2 separate regions of the Mus musculus genome follow, and region 2 is linked to region 1. Evidence: chromatin contacts called from public Hi-C data. All regions are on one chromosome and are shown on one strand. The core of a region is the stretch at or near the end of the contact, and the rest is flanking DNA. Distances in the headings are between cores, read along the strand shown.

Region 1 (4,548 bases), core at 606-3,105:
TACAATTTGCAAAATACATGAGACTCAAGAAGAAGGAAGACCAAAGTGTGGATACTTTGTTCCTTCTTAGAAAGGGGAGCAAAATGCCCATGGAAAGAATTGCAGAGACAAAGTTCAGAGCTGAGACAGAAGGAGGAACCATCCAGAGATTGCCCCACCTGGGGATCCATCCCATATACAACCACCAAACCCAGACACTATTGCATATGCCAGCAAGATTTTGCTGACACGACCCTGATATAGCTCTCTCTTGTGAGGCTGTGCCAGTGCCTAGCAAATACAGAAGTGGATGCTCACAGTCATCTATTGGATGGAACACAGGGCCCCCAATGAAGGAGCTAGAGAAAGTGCCCAAGGAGCTAAAGGGGTCTGCAACCCTATAGGAGGAACAACAATATGAATTAACCAGTAACCCCCAGAGCTGTGTCTCTAGTTGCATATGTAGCAGAGGATGGCCTAGTTGGCCATCAATGGAAGGAAAGGCCCTTGGTCTTGCGAAGATCATACGCCCCAGTACAGGGGAATTCCAGGGCCAGGAAGTAGAAGTGGGTGGGTTGGAGAGCAGGGCAAGGGGAGTGTTTAGGGGCTTTGGGGGTAGCATTTGAAATGTAAATGAAGAAAATATCTAATAAAAATGAAAATGGCTAATTTATCTTAAATTTTCAGAAACTCATTACAATACATAGTAATCTTCTGGGTTAATATCAAAGTATATTAAAGCATTCTTGGGTTCGTGGTCATCGCTTAGAACATCTTCTGGAATGCCCAGTCACAGCTGGGCCCTATTTCCCAGGTCATCAAAGATGAGCCATGTTATTAGCAAAGGTGTTTCTCCTGAGTTGGCATACTATTACACTGGCAAAGGAGTAAATTACTGCAAATGTCATTGACCTGGAAGTAAGAGCCCATAGTTCTACTTTTGCCTTTGCCACCGGCCACCCAGGAGTTTGATTATCCATTTAAATTCTTAATGTTTCAATGTACTATTCCAAAGAACAAAAACAAAAAACAAACAACAGAAAGAAAACTGTAGAAGATTAACCTTGCCAATGCAAAAGACTTTTGGAGTCTCACTAAATACAGAAGTGTTTAGAAAGTTCAAAGCATTTTTCAAAGGAGGTATTTCAAAAAATCAATGCTTCCGGTTCTCTGTTAAATACACCTTTACTTTTTATGATGACCACAGACCTTTCTTTTCTTTAAGTCAGTGTCTCACTATGAACCTCTAGTTGTAACTTACTATCTAGGCTACAATAGTCTCCTAGAGCCATCCACCTGCCTCCATCTTCTAAATGGTTATCTATTTTTGATGGCTTAATGGACAGTCCTAGGCTTGATACATTTCTGTTAATCAAGAGATCTACCCCTCTTGAGTCAAGGTAACCCAACCCCCAGACTTTCCCTTTGCCCACGGCTTATTTGATTGACATTGAAAGTTTGTATTGGTCCCATCTCTCTAAGCAAACCTTATCTGGAAACCAACATTACATAAGAAGGAGGGATGTGCATCAAGCCAAAGTACCCAGCAGCCTTGCAAGTGTGTTTAGCTCTGGTAAATGAGTTTCTGCGGCTCATACTTGATAGACAGATATATTCTTTACTCTACATGATAGGATCACAAATCTCCCCCCTGCAAGCATTTCACAGTAGGTACTTAAAGAATGAACATTAAGGGGCTTTCTGCCACTGTCTCCCTTCTACACTCAGATACATCCTTCACACACTCACTTCTCACCTCCTGATGACTTTCTCATGTACTCATTCATTCAGATTATCAAGCCTGTCTGACTGAACTTCCTTGATACACCCAAGGGATACTGCACCCTTACTGTAGTCTGCCCTCTTGTGGTACATCTACAGAGATTCTGTACCTTGAGGGACTGACCGCCTTGTTTTGTTCTATTTCACCTCATGGCTTGTACAGATCACAAGACCTTCACTGTGGCTAACCCAAAACATGTAAAGTCATGCCTAAATTGACAAAGCCCCGAGCATGCACAGACAATATAAGCAGTCTTTAACTTCAAAAATAAATGGCATGCTTCAATTTTTTCTTTGAAGCATGCATTCTCTAGCACTTAGTATACATTTCTCTATGGGAATAGCACACCCATTACAAAAGTTATTCCTTCAGAAATATGTGAAGAGCATCTTCCAATTTTGTGCTGTCAGGTAGCTCAGTAGAAACAGAGGTGAGACAGTCAACCTCTTTCCTCCTGCACAACATAGGGGATAGTGGTGGAAGCAAATAGTACTGGAGCAGTGTCGTGCGTGAGTGTGTGTGTGTGAGAGAGAGAGAGAGAGAGAGAGAGAGAGAGAGACAGAGACAGAGACAGAGACAGAGACAGAGAGACAGAGAGAGAGACAGAGAGACAGAGAGACAGAGAGACAGAGAGAGACAGAGACAGAGGGGGCGGCAATCAGACCAGACCATACAGAGCACACTGACAGCAAAGAAGCCGGGGGTGGGCCTTCTGCCTAGGTGAAACCAAGAGCTTCCACAAAGAAATAATCAATCCTGCTGAGGCTGAAGAATGAGGAAGCAGACTGCAGGCAGCAGGCAGATGAGGGGGAGAAGGGTGTTCCTGGTATGTGGTTGTCAGATTGCCAAGCCAACACCCAAGCACCAATTTAACCCCTGTTTAGCTCTGCAAGTGGAGAGCACTATATCCAAAGCAGAAATAGAATAGAATTTTGTTAGCCAGCTGAAGCAAGCTGGTGCTGGGGCATCAGTCTAAGACCCTCAGAAAGGCATACATGGTCCTGGGCTGATTCATCAACCACCCACCATTATCTACCACAACTATCCTAAGGCAAAGAAGGAAAGCCATACCTTTTTTGGGACTGGGTGGGCTGTTCTTGTGCTTTCATTTTCTTGTAAAGTTTCAATGTGAATTTGAGGTCACGAGTCAGGCTTATTAGACACTGTACCTACAAGACAGGTCCACACCCTGAGGAGCTTAAAAGTGAGCTATGTAGGCAAGGATTATGCATATAAAATAACTAAGAGCATAAAAACATAGCTGCCAAAACAATGACACATGCTGTAAGCACTATACCCCAAGCCTTCATTACTTTCTCTTGAACATGCTCAGTTTAGTTCAACAAGTGTTTTACATTAAATGACCACTGCAGGTCTGTTGACAAGTTAAGATAGAATTCAGCAATGCAAAAGACAGTGTCCACAAAATTTTGCAAATGTAAATAAGTGTTCCTCCCAGAGATGTCAGATTAAGTCAACTCTGGAAAGACTCTAGGGAGTCTAATTAATAGGAATTCTTTTTTACTCAATATGGGGAAATACATCAACACTGAATAGGTCTGAGAAAGAATTTCCTACCAATCAGAGCTGTCCCAGCTACAAGGAACCTCCTTGGGAGATAGAAAGTTTCCAGTCAAGCTAGAAAATTATTTGGCAGTAATCTTATAGGGGTGATGCAAAAATCAATGACCAGTGGGCTCCCCACCTGTGATTGCAAGAACCTCTGAAGCCCTCTGGCCATAGCCTAATCAACATATCTGGGTAAGCACCCTATAGCAGCAGCAATGGTTATGGTCATTAATTAGAATTACCAGAGACCAAAGTAAATGGTGTCAAGAAACTAGAGGTTGGTAAAATATGACTTCCACCAAGAGCCTGAACAGACAGAATGAAGTTAGAATTTCTACAGTGTCTCAGAATGTAGGAACTCAGTATTCAAAGGGGTTTGTGGTCATTAGACAAAGACCTAGCAAAACCTGACACTTGTTGAAGAAGAGATCAGAATTCTAGAGGACATTGTAAAGCTCTAAGACCTCTGGAAAGCACAATTCAAGGGCCATTATGGCTGATAGATGACTCTAAAAAGCTTACAGGCAAAGATGTTGCCAAAGATTTGCTCAAGAAGACTTCCTCCAAAAGCCAACTAGTGGTATATGGATGAGCCAGTCACATAGGCCTTCTGAGTATGATACACAGCCTCAAAGATGGACTGGAAAAGAGGAATACTGTCTGAGGGCCCATCTCAAGAAAGAAGTTGTTTGAAAACCTGGCATGGCTCAGGATATCAAAACAAATGGCAATGGATATAATTCAATGATGCTGAAACAAAGTCAGTGCACTAGTATCTGTTTTAACTCTTGAAGTAAGAAAATAAGTCATGTTTAAATCTCTACCCAACCAATTCTGAGATCAGACTTTGAATTCATTCATTCATTTATTTATTTATTTATTTATTTGTTTATTTGTTTATTTATTATTAGATATTTTCTTCATTTACATTTCAAATGCTATCCCAAAAGTTCCCTATACCCTCCCTCCGCCCTGCTCTCCTACCCACCCACACTTGGCCCTGGCATTCCCCTGTACTGGGGCATATAAAGTTTGCAATACCAAGGGGCCTCTCTTCCCAGTGATGGCCAACTAGGCCATCTTCTGCTACATATGCAGCTAGAGATACGAGCTATGGGGGTACTGGTTAGTTCATATTGTCGTTCCACCTATAGGGTTGCAGATCCCTTCAGCTCCTTGGGTGCTTTCTCTAGCTCCTCCATTGGGGGCCCATTCTT
Region 2 (4,409 bases), core at 1,414-3,913, 140 kb after region 1:
AACTTTTAATATAGTTCCTCATGTCGTGGTTACCCCCCCCCCCCACACACACACACTATAAAATTATTTTATTGCTACTTCACAACTATAATTTTGCTGCTGTTATTAATCATAGTGTGTTTTCTGATTGTCTTAAGTAACTCCTGTGAAAGGGTCATTTGACCACCCCCAAAAGGGGTTATCACCCACAGCTTAAAAACTACAGTCTTAAATTTGTAATTTTGGAGGCTGGAAATCTACAATTAGGTAGATCCATCTTTTCAGCATCTGGTGATGGCATTCTATGTCCTAGCATGGCTCAAATATCATATAACATGTATGAATGCAAGAATAATATGTAAGAGGTCATATAGGCAGCGAGTTATGGGATCAAGGTGGGACCATGCTTTGCACCCCTATAAACCTCTCTCTCAAGAACTAATTGATTTCTTCAAGATTCCATGAGGCCAAATTAATCTCTTTATGAGGATAGTTTTTATCCAGTAAACTTCCTCTGTTATTGACTTCTTAATGGCTCAGTACCATTCAATACCCACCGTTACTTTTGAAAACATTGTTGTGAGGACCTTTCAATATTATTATTTTGAGAACCAAGCTTCCATGTAAGTTTTGAGAAGAACTACTTCTAAAACACAAAAGACATTTAATCTGGGTCTTAGAACACTTGAATAAGCAGAGAAGGGCACAAGATAAAAGCTTTGATTTCAGCCACACTGACTCCACCTATCAATGTTATTTAATCTTCTTGGTAACAATTCAAGATTGAAATGTATGCAGCTTTAACTAAAATTCAAAAGTTTAAGATATATTTCGGGGGCTGAAAGATGGCTCCGCAGTTAAGAGCACTGGCTGTTCTTTCAAAGGACTTAGGTTTGATTCTCAGCACCCACATGGAAGCTCACAGCTGTCTGGAACTCCAGTCTTGAGTTTCTCTTATGGCCTCCTTAGGAACCAGGAATTAACATTGTGCACAGACTTTCATGCAAGCAGATATGAATGTGTAAGTAATATATGCATGAATGTGTATATTGCATAAGTGCAGTGTGTTACATGTTTGTATGCATTTGTATATGTGTATATGTGAGTGCATATGTGTTTGTACGTGTATATGTGTGTGCATGTATGTTTCTATGTGTGTGTGTGTGTGTGTGTTTATTTTTGTGTGTATGTATGTTTATATGTGTGGATATGTGTTGTGGATATGGTTTAATGCTTATATTATGTTAATTGAGTTCCCAAAATTGCATGAGAATCCCACATGTAAAACACTGAGGGTCCCTGCCCCAGTTTGTTTTGCTTGGTAAATAAAGTTTTCTGTGGCTAATGACTGGGCAGGGAGACAGAGGTGGGACTTTAGGATTTGCCAGCAAGGGGACCAAGAGAGGAAGGAGGATTTAGAACTGCCAGGCTGGGAAAGCAGAAAGATCAGGCCTGAAAAGGGCAGGAAGAGAAAACATACCAGGAAAGAGAGAAAGAATTATTAGTAGTAATAATTCAGAAATTTAGGAGGGGAGATTGTATTAGTCATGTGGATGTTTGGGAATGGCCCAGCTACTGAGCTGATTAAGGCATATTAAATATAAGGCTGTGTGTGTGTGTGTGTGTGTGTGTGTGTGTGTGTGTGTGTGTGTCTTTAATTCAGAAATCAAGAATATTGAGGCAGATACTGAAGAACTCACACCCCTGCCAGGAGGGTTTGAGTAGCATTAATCACCTACTGTAACATATATGTGTGTGGATTTGTGTGTGTTTCTGTTTGTATCTGTTTGTGTGTGTGTGTGTGTGTGTATGTGTGCTTGTATGTGTGTATATGTGTGTGCACGTGTATGTTTGTGTTTCTGTATGTATGTTTTGTGTGTAAGTATGTGCTTATATGTGTGTACATGTGCATGTTTCTATGTGTGTGTATGTGTATACATGTGTGTATGTATGCATATGTTTGTGTGTGTGTGTGTGTGTGTTTCTATAGGTGGATTCCTTAGAGTATCAACATTCTGTTCACTTGTGTTTTTCCAATGATTAACTGTCTTTGTTTCTTTCTTAAATTTATAAACCAGTTGTTAATGAGAAAGAAAAGGCTTCCAGGCTACATATACTTGGATTATATTTCACCTCTGGATCTTGCCTTATAGTGCTAACATCTTTCACTGGACAAACATCATACACCTCAAACTGGACTAAGTATTAAGGAAGCATATTACAAATGACATATACACACTGGCCACGGTAAACATAAAATATGCTTACACAATTGAAGAGAAAATTTTGAGTCTAACATTTTAAAGGGGCCATCATTTCCTGAACACTCATTGATGACAGGATCTTTCAACTTGCTACTTCAAGCCTTGGGAAGTAATTCACCATTGGAGGGTGTTGGGTGCTTGATTTAACTAATAAAAAGGTAGCTCCAATGATTTGGTTACAGCCAAATATCAGGCATGATAGAAATGGAAACAAGAACCATCTTTCTTCAGAACCTGAATATTAGCCAAGGCAGCACAGCTGAGGGCAGCTAATCCAGCGCACAGAGAAAGCCCTTCTGTGCTTTTGAAGATGTTAGAATTGGGTTTCTTCAGGAAAAGGCTGTTTGAGCACAAGGAAGCTTACACAAGACAGCAGAACACAAACACAAGTTAAGAAGCCTCATAAACCTTGTGGTTCGTAACTCTCAACTAAGGTTCTGACTCCTCCTGCTGACTCATGTGACAGATCCCTCTCCAAACAGCTGTTTATTCCCCTGCTTTTCTTATTGTTTGCTTATTGTTTTCTCCTGTTTCATTGGTTACATAAGCAGACATCGTTCCTAATTTTTTTTCAAAAATGTATCATTTGTGTGGGTGGGAAAAACATACTAATGAAATAATCTCAAAAATGAATATAATTTGTAAATTGCAGCTGTGCCAACTTCTAAAAAATGTTATGAGATATTACACAAGTCTATAATTGGGAAACATCTTAAAATCTTCTCAGGCCTCCCTAGGACCATGTATCTTCCTAAAGATTAGTAAGAATTAAGTGAATTTTTAAGGATAATATTTAGAGCAGGATATACATATTCAAATGCCTTTGGAAGGAAAGAATATTTTCTGGAACAAAATAAAAGAAAAGAAAACTGGAACCCTGAGGTGGCTGAATCTAAGAGGTGAAGCCCAAGATACACATAGAATCCACTGAGGTTCTAGCTTTGTTCTTAAAGAAATGAGAAACTATTCAAACATTTTAAGGAGATAAGAATGTCATCAAGGTTTTACTTGAAAATGTTGCAAAGAGGTAGGAGTGGGTGCAGCTACGATATCCACTGAGAGCACATGGAGACTCTGGCAAGAGCATGGGCAAAGAGCATAAAGAGAAGGCAACAGAGTCCACATACCCATGACACAAAATCAAAGACACGATGATGGATCAGTCATTGAGAGTGTAGGAAGATAGGCATGTCAATAATAAATGTGGGTTTCTAGCTTTGTAATCCAACAGCCATTTCTGTGATCATATGTGTGGAATTGTTCATTGGAGCCTGGTAAGCTCACCCATGAGTGAAGAGAATTCCTTCTCCTCCCCCAAATCTACCTGTTTATTGGGGACTGGGAGGCTTTGTGGACCTATGCCAAATCCATGTTTGACTGACAACAGGCCCAGTCATGCACAGACTTGGGAAATCACTCTCTTAATACTATCTCCTTCAATAGACATCCAAGTGTCTAGTGTTGTCACGGACTACTTATAGACAACATACACAGGAAGGACAGAAGCAAAGATAGTCATATTTCTAATGTTTATTGAGTTCATTTTAACAAATAAGTAAAAATATAAAAATCATCTATATCAGTGGCAAGCCTAACTAGGCCTGTGAAGTCAGTACCCACAAAGCTAAGCCTACAGCAGTCAAGACCAGCCTGAGTAACTTAGTAATATTTATGAACTATACTTTATGATTTATAATTAAATACAAACACAATGTGTGCCTGTTACTTCCTTGGATTACTGACATGCACTCTTTAGACCAACCAGAGACATTATTAACATAAATATATGGTTTGAAAATTCCTAAGCAGGCACACTTTTGTAAGCCCAGCACTAAGGTGGCAAGAATAGGATGACCATAAGTTTGACGCTAGCCTGGGCTACATTGACCACTCATAAATCAAAAAAAATAAAATAAAATAAAATAGAATATCTTTATCAGCCAAAAGTTAGCAATAAATAAAAACAGTGAATACTCTTTTGCTTTGGGATTAATGTAAAACTGTTAAATACCACTTGCCACTCTGTGTGTGTGTGTGTGTGTGTGTGTGTTTTAAATGCTCATGATTTGGCGCATTACTCTCTTCTACTGAATGAGAATTCATGCAATTAACTGTGAAGAGCGCTACAGACATACTAGGACCATTTCACCTTACCAGAAGTAACTG

The links. A called contact is a pair of places that touch in the nucleus more often than the background predicts.
Region 2: a Hi-C map of uterus shows a contact between it and region 1, with 2.5 times the contacts expected there. The contact joins two enhancer-like sites. A contact is called at or near these places in 4 of 484 Hi-C or Micro-C datasets (embryonic stem cells, nephron progenitors and uterus) and 1 of 115 datasets of contacts at active chromatin or transcription factors (fibro-adipogenic progenitors).

The regions. Positions count from the first base shown.
Region 1 is chr11:28,810,221-28,814,768 of GRCm38.p6, forward strand. No RefSeq gene overlaps it. Among named protein-coding and RNA genes, the nearest start is that of Gm34185, 40 kb to the right of the region's middle. Within about 2 kb of position 1,856, at least 40 of the 459 cell types and tissues checked have an H3K27ac peak or open chromatin away from gene starts, as enhancers often do. A contact at or near this core is called in uterus, where this site is marked.
Region 2 is chr11:28,945,963-28,950,371 of GRCm38.p6, forward strand. No RefSeq gene overlaps it. Among named protein-coding and RNA genes, the nearest start is that of Efemp1, 95 kb to the left of the region's middle. Within about 2 kb of position 2,664, at least 15 of the 459 cell types and tissues checked have an H3K27ac peak or open chromatin away from gene starts, as enhancers often do. A contact at or near this core is called in uterus, where this site is marked.